2 separate regions of the Sus scrofa genome follow, and region 2 is linked to region 1. A link is a contact called in public promoter capture Hi-C data. All regions are on one chromosome and are shown on one strand. Each heading gives the region's core, a stretch centred on a gene start, on an enhancer-like site or on the middle of the called end of the contact. The rest is flanking DNA. Distances are from core to core; before and after follow the strand shown. Region 1 holds the start of RPS6KA1 (ribosomal protein S6 kinase A1). Region 2 holds the start of LOC110261122 (ankyrin repeat domain-containing protein 34A-like).

Region 1 (4,281 bases), core at 1,365-3,864:
GTTCCAATTCTGACTCTGACATTAATTCATAGCCCAGTTCACCTCTCTGAGTTCGGTTGTTCCATGTGAAAATGGGGGTAATAATCCCTTCCTTGAAAAGTTGTTCGGAGAATGATTTTATTTGAATAAGGTAACATAGGTGAAGTGGGGTGGGTAGCACATAGTGCAGCTCTGTACACAGTGAGGCTGGGCCTGGGGCCAAGGTTATGGCTTTCAGCAGGGCCAGCGAAGGACCAGGCAGAATCCTCACCCACACTTCCAGGGGGTTTACTCCACCTGGGCCACACCCTGGACAAGGCCCTGCCTCACCAGCAGCCCATTTTCAGCAGCGTCATGGGGAAGGCAGGGCGGTCCGTGTCCCAGGCCTCTGCCAAATGCCCCCGCCAGCCCCTGGCCTGCCTCCTTCCCAGCCAGGAGCCAGCGGCAACGCCTGTACCTGCAGGTCAGGCTGCTATATCACTTACATGTCACCTGGGCTAAGAACAGCGAGGCCCTGTTCTCCAGTGAGAACAGCCCACTCCGCGCCCTGGCTGCCCCATGGCTCCTGTTACCCAAACAATAACACCCTGTCACCTGGCACCTCCATGGAGTGGGGAGGAGGAGAATGGGCAGCAGAACCCAGGGCTCTGCACCCTCTCAGAGCCAGAAAGTAGAGACCAGAACCCAGCCTTGGCCACTGGAGCAATAGTGGCCCAGAGAGGCTAAGGACTGACTGAGGGTCGCACAGCATTCCCAAGGTAGTGCCAAGAAGCTCCTGGAGAAAACACAGCCCCTCCAACCCTAGGAAATAAGCCAGTTTTTCCCTCTCAGAGTTTGGGTGCAGTAGTGCTAAAACTGAGTTGAGTTTCCTGTTTAAACCTGGCCCCTGCCTCAGGATTCCCCAAAGGGAAGCAGGAAGTAGTGCCCTGGACTGGGAATTGAGCTCCTGAGTGTCCGCCTCCCCTGCTAGTGTAACACACGGTATGTTCTCAGCTGAGGTCCCCCCCGGCCTCTCCCAGTCTACCTTCCTCTGAGAGATCTAGGTCGCAGGAGCGTGCCAGGGCAAAGGAATCCACCTCAGAGCAACCCCCCCAGCCCCTTGTGCCCCAGTCGGGGGGCGGGGGTTGGTGCAGTGTGGATAGGGGCTGCAGAGGGCAGTGTTCCTCACCTCAGAGGGTGAGTCAGCGAGAGAACCTCTGAGCTGAGCAGGGCCTGTAAAAACCCTATGGCAGGGATCCCAGAGCAATTTACTCCAAATTGGGCCTTCAGGTTGGTTACCTAATCCTGCCGCGCCCACCCTCCAATAGCCAGTGTCAGCAGTGACCATCCCTTTAAAGGGGCAGCACACCAGGGGTCCTCACTCTGATCTCAATCTGTGGCCCTGAGAGGCAAGGCACTTGGTGGTTGCCTCAGGTAAGTACCAAGGAGGTGTACTCAGCAGGGGCTATGAGCTGAAGCCAGGGGAAAAGCACCTTGGCTCCCAGGCTCACTGAGGTCCCCATACCCCCTCCCCTCCGCATATCCCCATATCTCCTCTGGAAAGGCAGTATCACCTACCTACTTCCCAGAATGAGGCTGAGGAGAAAGTTTTCTCCACCTGCTGGTTCAGGGGCTTGACCTTGACCCTGGAGGTCAAAGAGCACAGGAAGAGCTGGCCTTTTGCAAGTTTGGAGCCTATCATCTCAGAATCCTCAGAGGGCAGGAAGGAGTTGCTTCTGGAAGAGGCTAGGCAGGCAGAGGCCAAACTCCTCAGGGGCCCAACCCTTCTTATTGGGGGGGGGGGGACAAGAAGCAGCGGCAGCCACCAAGGTCCTCCCCCTCTCCAGGAATAGTCGTCACAAGGACTAAGGGCTTTTCCCCATTCTCTTCTCTACAGCCCGGGGCAGGGGACACAGGTGTTCTCTGACCCTAGCCTGGGGCAAAGAAAACCAAGAGTTTCTGCCCCAGACGGGCCGTGTCACCCCAAATTCCACAACTGCCAGGGTCAAAGGGGCAATCCTTCTAGGGTCAGCAGCGGAAAAGCTGGGAGATCTTCCGGTAGGGCGATGCGCGATGTCAAGGAGAAGTGGGGGGTCCTACGACCCTTGTCTCTTGTAGAATCCGAGACATCTGGCAGCCCGGAGCTGGCCGCCTGGGCTAATGAAGGAAACTCCCACACCTCCCGGTACAGGTCCTAGGTGTAGGGAGAGGTAAGGGGAGGCCAGATCTCAGCGCACCGCGGGATCCCCTCTCCACGCTAAGGGATTTCTCGGCACTTGGCGGAACTGTCCCTCGCTCACACACACCCAGGACATAAGGGGGTGGAGCCGGAGAGGGGCCAAGAGATCGGAGGGCACTCGCGTCCTCGCAGGCGCCCGCCAGGCTCCGGCGGCGCCGCGGGCCGCCCCGCCCCTGTAGGGACCCGGGCTCGCCGGCCGCCAGCGCCCTTCTCCCGCCCAGCTCACTCACCTCCGGGTCCAGCGGCACCAGCTCCATGAGCGGCCAGGGCTCCTTGAGCTGAGCGAGAGGCATCGCGCCGCCGCCAGGCCGCCGGAGCTCCACCGGCGGCGCCGGCTGCGCCGCCTCTCGGGTACCAGGGTCCCCGGCTCTGAGCCCTCGTGCCCCCTCGCCCCAGCAGAGACCCCGGCACTCAGGCTGGGCCGTCCACCACAGCCGCCGCCGCGGCACTCGCACTTCGGCTCCCTCCGTCACCCGGCGCCGCCGCGCCCATTGGCTACCTGCGCGGGGGCGGAGCCAGTAAAGCCACGCCCCAGCCCCCGCGGCGCGGCATTCCCAGCGCAGACCCCCCGCCCCCTCTGCTAGGGGAGTGCTGGCCCCGCCTCCACCGCCAGCCCGGGGTCGGTCTTCTGCTCCGCCCGGGAGAGGTCCGCTTGACTTCTCCCTCTCAGACCTGGTTTCCTCCGCGCTGACCTCTCCAGGGCCACCAATCTCCTCGACTCAGCTCGTTTTGAATTGCTCCTTTTCCCTCCAGCCGCCCTGTTTGCCCTGTTCCCGTCTCCTCCCAACCCCTCCCCCCACACACAGACACACTAAATGACCTGGCCCTGACCCAGGCGGAGGCTGGAAAGGAGCCTGGGCCCTACTGCCCTCATTAGGAGGCCCTAGGACAATCCCCCTTACGGAAGCCGACACTGAGATCCCCTGGGGATCCCAGCGCCCCAACCCCAGGTAAGGTTTCCCCATCATCAGAACCCAGAGTGATGTCTTAATACACAGAATTTCTCCAGAAGCAGGACCAGCTTCTGGCTGATTTGGGCTTGTGCCTCCTCTAAGGAGAGTGGGTACCATGCTCCCAGGATTGACTGACACTGGACTGCCCTTGGAGTAAAAGGCCGGGAGAGAGAGTCTCCCTGGAGAGATTCAGCCTCCACCGAAAGAGGTGCTAGGGGTCCAGGCTTGCTGAGATTTATTCACACGTGGGGGCTTGGAGAGATGGGCTTGTTTTTTTTCATGGGCGAGGAAGAATGGCCATTTACAAAAGCTGTTCTAAAGCAGGACTGTTTCACAGAAGCCTTCTTTCAACCAGGTTTCACCAATGTGTGATTTCCTTGGATCCTCACCACCACCTAGTTTACACATCATAAAACAGTCTCCGAAAGGTATGAGTTACCCAGGGTCACGCAGCAGGTGGGAACAGATTAGGATTTTTAAAAATCAAAGTGCTTGAGAATTTCTCCTAAATTAAGATGCTCCCATGGAGTTCCCATGGTGGCACAGTGGTTAACAAAACCGACAAGGAACCATGATGTTGTGGGTTCAATCCTGGCCTTGCTCAGTGGGTTAAGGATCCCACGTTGCCATGAGCTGTGGTGTAGCTTGCAGACACGGCTCAGACCCCACGTTGCTGTGGTTCTGGCTTAGGCTGGTGGCTACAGCTCCGATTAGGCCCCTAGCCTGGGAACCTCCATATGCCGTGGGTGCGGCCCTAGAAAAGACAAAAATAAAAATAAAAAATAGATGCTGTGGATATAGCAATGAACAAAAGAAAGTCCCTCTTCTCATGGAGTTTACATTCAGTCTAGTGTGATTAGATAAATAATTATAGCTAACATTAACATAGTACTTACTGTGGACCAGGATGTTCTAAGCACTTTACCTGCAACTCAATCTTCACAACCACCTTATGAGGTAGGTACTACTACTATCTCCAGTGTACAGATGAGGAAATGAGTAGAGAGAGTTAAGCATCTCATTTTCTGGGTCCCCCCAAGGTCGCACAACTGGAAAATGGCAGAGCTGAAAGACAGTCCTGGCAGACCGGGCCCAGAGTTCATTCTCTTGTTCACTCTATTACCTCCCTGA
Region 2 (4,634 bases), core at 1,428-3,927, 900 kb before region 1:
TCCTGCTTATACTGAAACAAAAGCGGTTGTGGGAGCTGAACCCAGAAAGAGATGATGCAAGTTCTTCTGGAACCTGGGCATCCTTCTTCCAGTCTGCTTTCTCTGGGAGCTTACAGCTACACTGTCCAGCCTGCGGTGACCCCAGAAGCTGTTTTGAAGGATTGGGTGGCCCCCTTTTAAAACAAGGCTTATGAAGCAGATATGGAAATTAGACACTAGGTGGCAGCAGCCGCCCGCAGGATGACTCCGCTTGCGTTTGGCTGGGGAGACCCCTCCACCCAACACGATTTGAAGAGGCTCCAAGAGAAAGACTGGCCCCCCAATGACTGGGAAACCCTGTAATGCTTGATTTCCAGCTATGCCCAGCACCTTGGGCACCCACCCTCTCTGGGGAGGGGGCAGCTGAGAGGGGTGGGAGGGGGTAAGCTTGGATAACCCACCCTAACTTTTATTCCCCTCTCACTAAGACTTGGGCCCCACTAACCTTGCCCTCTTGCCCCTCATCATTTAACCTCTCCCCTCCTGTGCTTCTTCCAAACTCCTCTTCCATCCCATTCTGCCTGGGGCTCCCTAGCACCTGGAAGCCGGCCTTTATTCCCACCCAATTCCCTCCCCACACTTGATTTGGCCTAGGTGGGGCCTTCATGCCCTGGGGCACAGCCTAATAGGTAAGGATGTGGTAAGGGGGTAAAAGAAAGGGGAACCTGGGCTTCTTTGCCTGCCTTCCCCAACATCAAAGCCTCACCGGTGGGGGACCAGCTGGGGCAAGATGCCAAAGCCTCATCTACTTGTGATAACTTCAGACTTAGGCTTTAGAGCTGCGAAGGGCCTCTAATGACTTTAACCACTGCTTTCATTAATATCTGACCTCACGATTGTTCCCATTCAATGAAGAAATCTTTGAACCCAGGGCTTGCCTGCAAGGAGAAGCAGCTCCTAAGTGGGGGCCTCTGCTGCTGGCCATGCCAGGCCCATAAAGCCAGATCAATCGGTGTTCTATGTAGAGTCCTAGACCATTCCCATTGCTGCTGTGCCCCCCCCCTTGTTCCTGCAAAAGGCCAATAGAAAATGTCCCCCAGGTTCTCTTTTGTCCTCTGAGAGTTTCAGACTGTCCTAGAGGAGGGGCTTGGGAGGTGTGGAGGTGAAGGGAAGGTGGTGGCAGGGAGCTGCAGTTGGCACAATGACACCACCTGCCTTTGTCACACACTGGCCATCACCTCGCATCACCCTGCAGGGCCAAAGGAAGAGTCAGAAACAGGTGGGCCAAGGACAAAGGCACTGCTGAAGGAACTTCAGACATGGGGCAAGACAGAAACAGCCAGCAGACACTGGGCAAAGGACTGTCAGACACACAGATGAAGTGTGTGTAGTGCAGAAATGGGACCAGCACAGGACCAGTCAGGGCCGGTGTTGGTAGACACTGAGGACAGGACAGTGACCATGCATTATTCATATCCTTGTCCCCTGTGAGCCTTGCACACCTCAGTTAACATTGGTTGAATTGAGGTGCCAAAGGAGGACACACAGGCACTGAGAGAGAAGGTCAGATGGAGACCTGGGGAGTCACAGCTCCCTGCCATGGCCCAGAGGGTAAGCAGTGGGCTTTGCAATCAAACACACCCTGGTCTGGCTGGGCTCTCCCACTTCTTCAGTGCCCTCATCTCTAAAATGGAAATGATAACAGTACCATTTTGCCAGGTCTTTGCAGGACTCAAGGGCCCTGCCGTGTGCAATAAATGGCAGCAGCAGTTCTTCCTGAGCTGTCCAGCTACTTCCCCTTGGTAACCAGGCCCTGGCAGTGCACATTCCCATCTGTGGGGATAGGCCAGGCAGGGGGCCAGGAGCCAGGGGCTGGATAACAGATGTGACCTGAAGAGGAGGTAGGTGAAAGTGCTGAGTCCAGCCCCCTGGGCACAGCAGGAGCTCTGAACTGTTGAATCTGAATTTTGTTTCCTGACACAAGGAAAAAACTCAGTCGAATTTAGGGAGGCAAAGCCCGTGTGTGTGTGCATGCGTGTGTGTGTGTGTGTGTGTGTGTGTGTGTGTGTTCTGTGGATTGGTGTGTGTATGTGTGTTCTGTGGATCATCCAGGACTTTTGTGCCCTTGCCGCCCTTGGACTGCCAGAAAGACTGGGCTTTGGTGGGCGGCGCTAAACCCAGAGCTCAGAACTTGAGTTCATGTCACTGAGGAGGAGATGCTGGTGGGCTTTGAGGTTTCTGAAGCAGGTCTCTCGCCATAAACCTTTGCGCTTGACTCAATAGGAAATCTTTTCAGAAAGGAAGAACGCCCCCAAATTCAGGGAGCTGGCCCTCTCCTCTCTCTTCTTCCCCTCCCATTTAATTGGGACGCCCCAGAAAGTCGCAGGCCCTTTAGCTAATCCCTCGATTCCCCATTCTACGCTCATTCTATTCGCAGACCCCGCCCCTTCGCTGCCGCCCGCAACCTCCGCTCGAGCCAGAGCCCCTGCGGGGGACGAGGCACGCGGGAAATGTTCCCAACCATTGAGGAAGACCAGCAGCCCTTGGTAAAAGAGAACATGCCCCCGCGGGAGGGGCCCAGGCGCTGTGTCCCTCTGGGGTCCCGGCCGCGCCGTCGGAGCAGCGGGCGCCGCCCCGCCCGCCTCGCGCGCCGAGCGGCCGAGGCGGGGACTACAAGTCCCGGCGTGCCGCGCGCGCGCTCCCCCCTGGGGTTCCGGATGGTGAGCGGCGAAGGTAAGGCGAGCTCGCAGAGGCAGCGGCGGCGGCGGCGGAGACGGAGAGAGGCAGGCAGGCAGGGCGAGGGCGAGAGACGGAGGGAGGGAGCGAGCGAGCGAGGCAGACCAGACAGACAGACAGGCGGGCGGGCGGGCGGGCAGAGCGAGCCACCCGCCAGGCTGCGCTCAGCCCCGCTCGCAGCGGAGAGAGCAGAAGGCAGGAGGAGGGAGGGGAGGAGGGGGAGGGAGGGAGAGAGGGAATCCAGCTACCACCACCCAAAGCCAGCGTCTGCTTTCTGTCCTCATTTCCTTTTCCCACCCAGCTCTGAGAGCAGAGAAAGGCAGAGGGAGCGAGAGATAGAGACAGTCAGACAGACAGACAGACAGCCGGAGAGAGCGGGAGGGAGGAGGGCGGAGGAGAGGAGCAGGAGCAGGAGGAGGACTACGCGGGGCGCGTTCCCTCCCAGGTTTGCAATTGGGGGAGTGGGGGCGGGGGTGTCCAGGGCTGTGAGAGTGTGTGCACGGTGGGGGGAGCGAGGGGGGCGCAGAGAGAGCGAAGGAGTGATCGAGGTGGGGGGCGCCGCGGGAGCGGGGGGCCGTGTCCAGCGGAGTTAGCGGCGGAGAATGTGAGCCGAGGCGCGAGCCATGCTGTCAGCAACGGCGGGCGGCTCAGGGCTCCTCCACGACTCCTCTCCCCAGCAGCCGGGCGCCCGCGTCGCCGCCGCCGCCGGAAGACAGACGCCCCCCAAAGCCCTTCGCCTGGCTCGGACCCACGGAGCCGGCAGACCAGCACTCCGGTGAGTGGCGCCTCCTCCCCACCCTAGACCCCCGCTGGGGACCGTCCGGCCGGGCTCTTTTGTGCAGCGCACCGGGGGGGCCCCGCGCCCCCTCTGCGTGCCCCGGTCCGGTCCGCCGGACCCCGTGGCTGCGGTGCCCGCGGTGCGATCGGTCTTTGTTTCCACCGGGGCCCGCGGCTCGGCTGGGCTCGGCTCGAAGCCTGGCAGGCAGCGCCGGGAAGGGGGAGGGGGAGGTGGACGAGAAGGGGGGGCAGGGAGGGGGGGTTCTCGGGTTTCCTGGCCGCCCCGCGGCTCCCCCGGCTCGGGGGCGAGGTGCGCGCCCAGCGCTGCCGCGCGCCCCCTCCTCCTCCCCCTCCCTCCGTCTTTGGATTTAAAACTGCAATTTGCTCTCCAGCTTGCTGAGAATGGGGCGGGGGGGGGAATGAAGGGGGGACCGTGGGAGCGGAGAACAAGGCTGGATTTTAGGAACCGCGCTGGGAAAGGGGGAGACTGCGGAGGGAGGAGCACCTCCCCTCCAACCCCCAAATCCCAAGGTTCCGTTGGTGCTCTGGGAGTTGAGGGGCGGGGACCTAATGACCCGGAGGGGGTGTGGGGTGGAGGAGGGATTTGGGGGCGGCCGGGGCTGGAGGGGTTGGGCCGCGTGCCCGGTTACCTGGCGAACAAAGTCGGCTCACTTTTGCATAAATAAATAAATAATCGCCTATCAATGCGTTTCCTCTGAGGCTCTGATTGAATCGGCCCCCTCTTCCCCAGGGGGTGGGGTGCTGAGTGACAGCTGTCAGCCCCCTGGGCCGGTAGCAGAGGGTGAATTGCTGAATCCCTCTGCTTTCTGGCTAAGGGCGCCTTCCCCTGCTGGGTCCTGGTCCCCCGGCAGAGCCAGAGGGGCAGGGGGCTGGCTCTGAGTCTAGGAAATAACCTTGTTTCCTGTTCTACAGGAAAAGGGACAGCAACCCAGAGTTTGGGGGCTGGGGATGAGGGCTGGTGGGAGCTGGAGGGGTTCCCCAGCAGCCTGACCCCCCCAGTCTCCTGCCAGGCGAAGGGGCCAGCTGAGGGAGGAAGGATGTGGGCCTTGCTGGCCGGAGGCGGGAGCTGGGGCTGTCCCTGAGGCGGGCAGCGGGCACCGAGAGGGAGGAGGGAGAGAGAA

What was found. Promoter capture Hi-C pulls out the DNA fragments that hold promoters and counts their contacts.
Region 2: a promoter capture Hi-C map of fetal liver shows a contact between it and region 1, with 4 times the contacts expected there. The contact joins the promoter of LOC110261122 here to the promoter of RPS6KA1 in region 1. A contact is called at or near these places in 1 of 5 promoter capture datasets (fetal liver) and 1 of 2 datasets of contacts at active chromatin or transcription factors (alveolar macrophages).

What each region holds. Positions count from the first base shown.
Region 1 is chr6:83,903,457-83,907,737 of Sscrofa11.1, reverse strand. It overlaps RPS6KA1 (ribosomal protein S6 kinase A1), which reads right to left and starts at 2,614. Exons shown (of 22, transcript NM_001243214.1): 1 at 2,428-2,614. The coding sequence starts at 2,490.
Region 2 is chr6:84,800,550-84,805,183 of Sscrofa11.1, reverse strand. It overlaps LOC110261122 (ankyrin repeat domain-containing protein 34A-like), which reads left to right and starts at 2,677. Exons shown (of 4, transcript XM_021095643.1): 1 at 2,677-2,712; 2 at 3,393-3,490. The coding sequence starts at 2,697.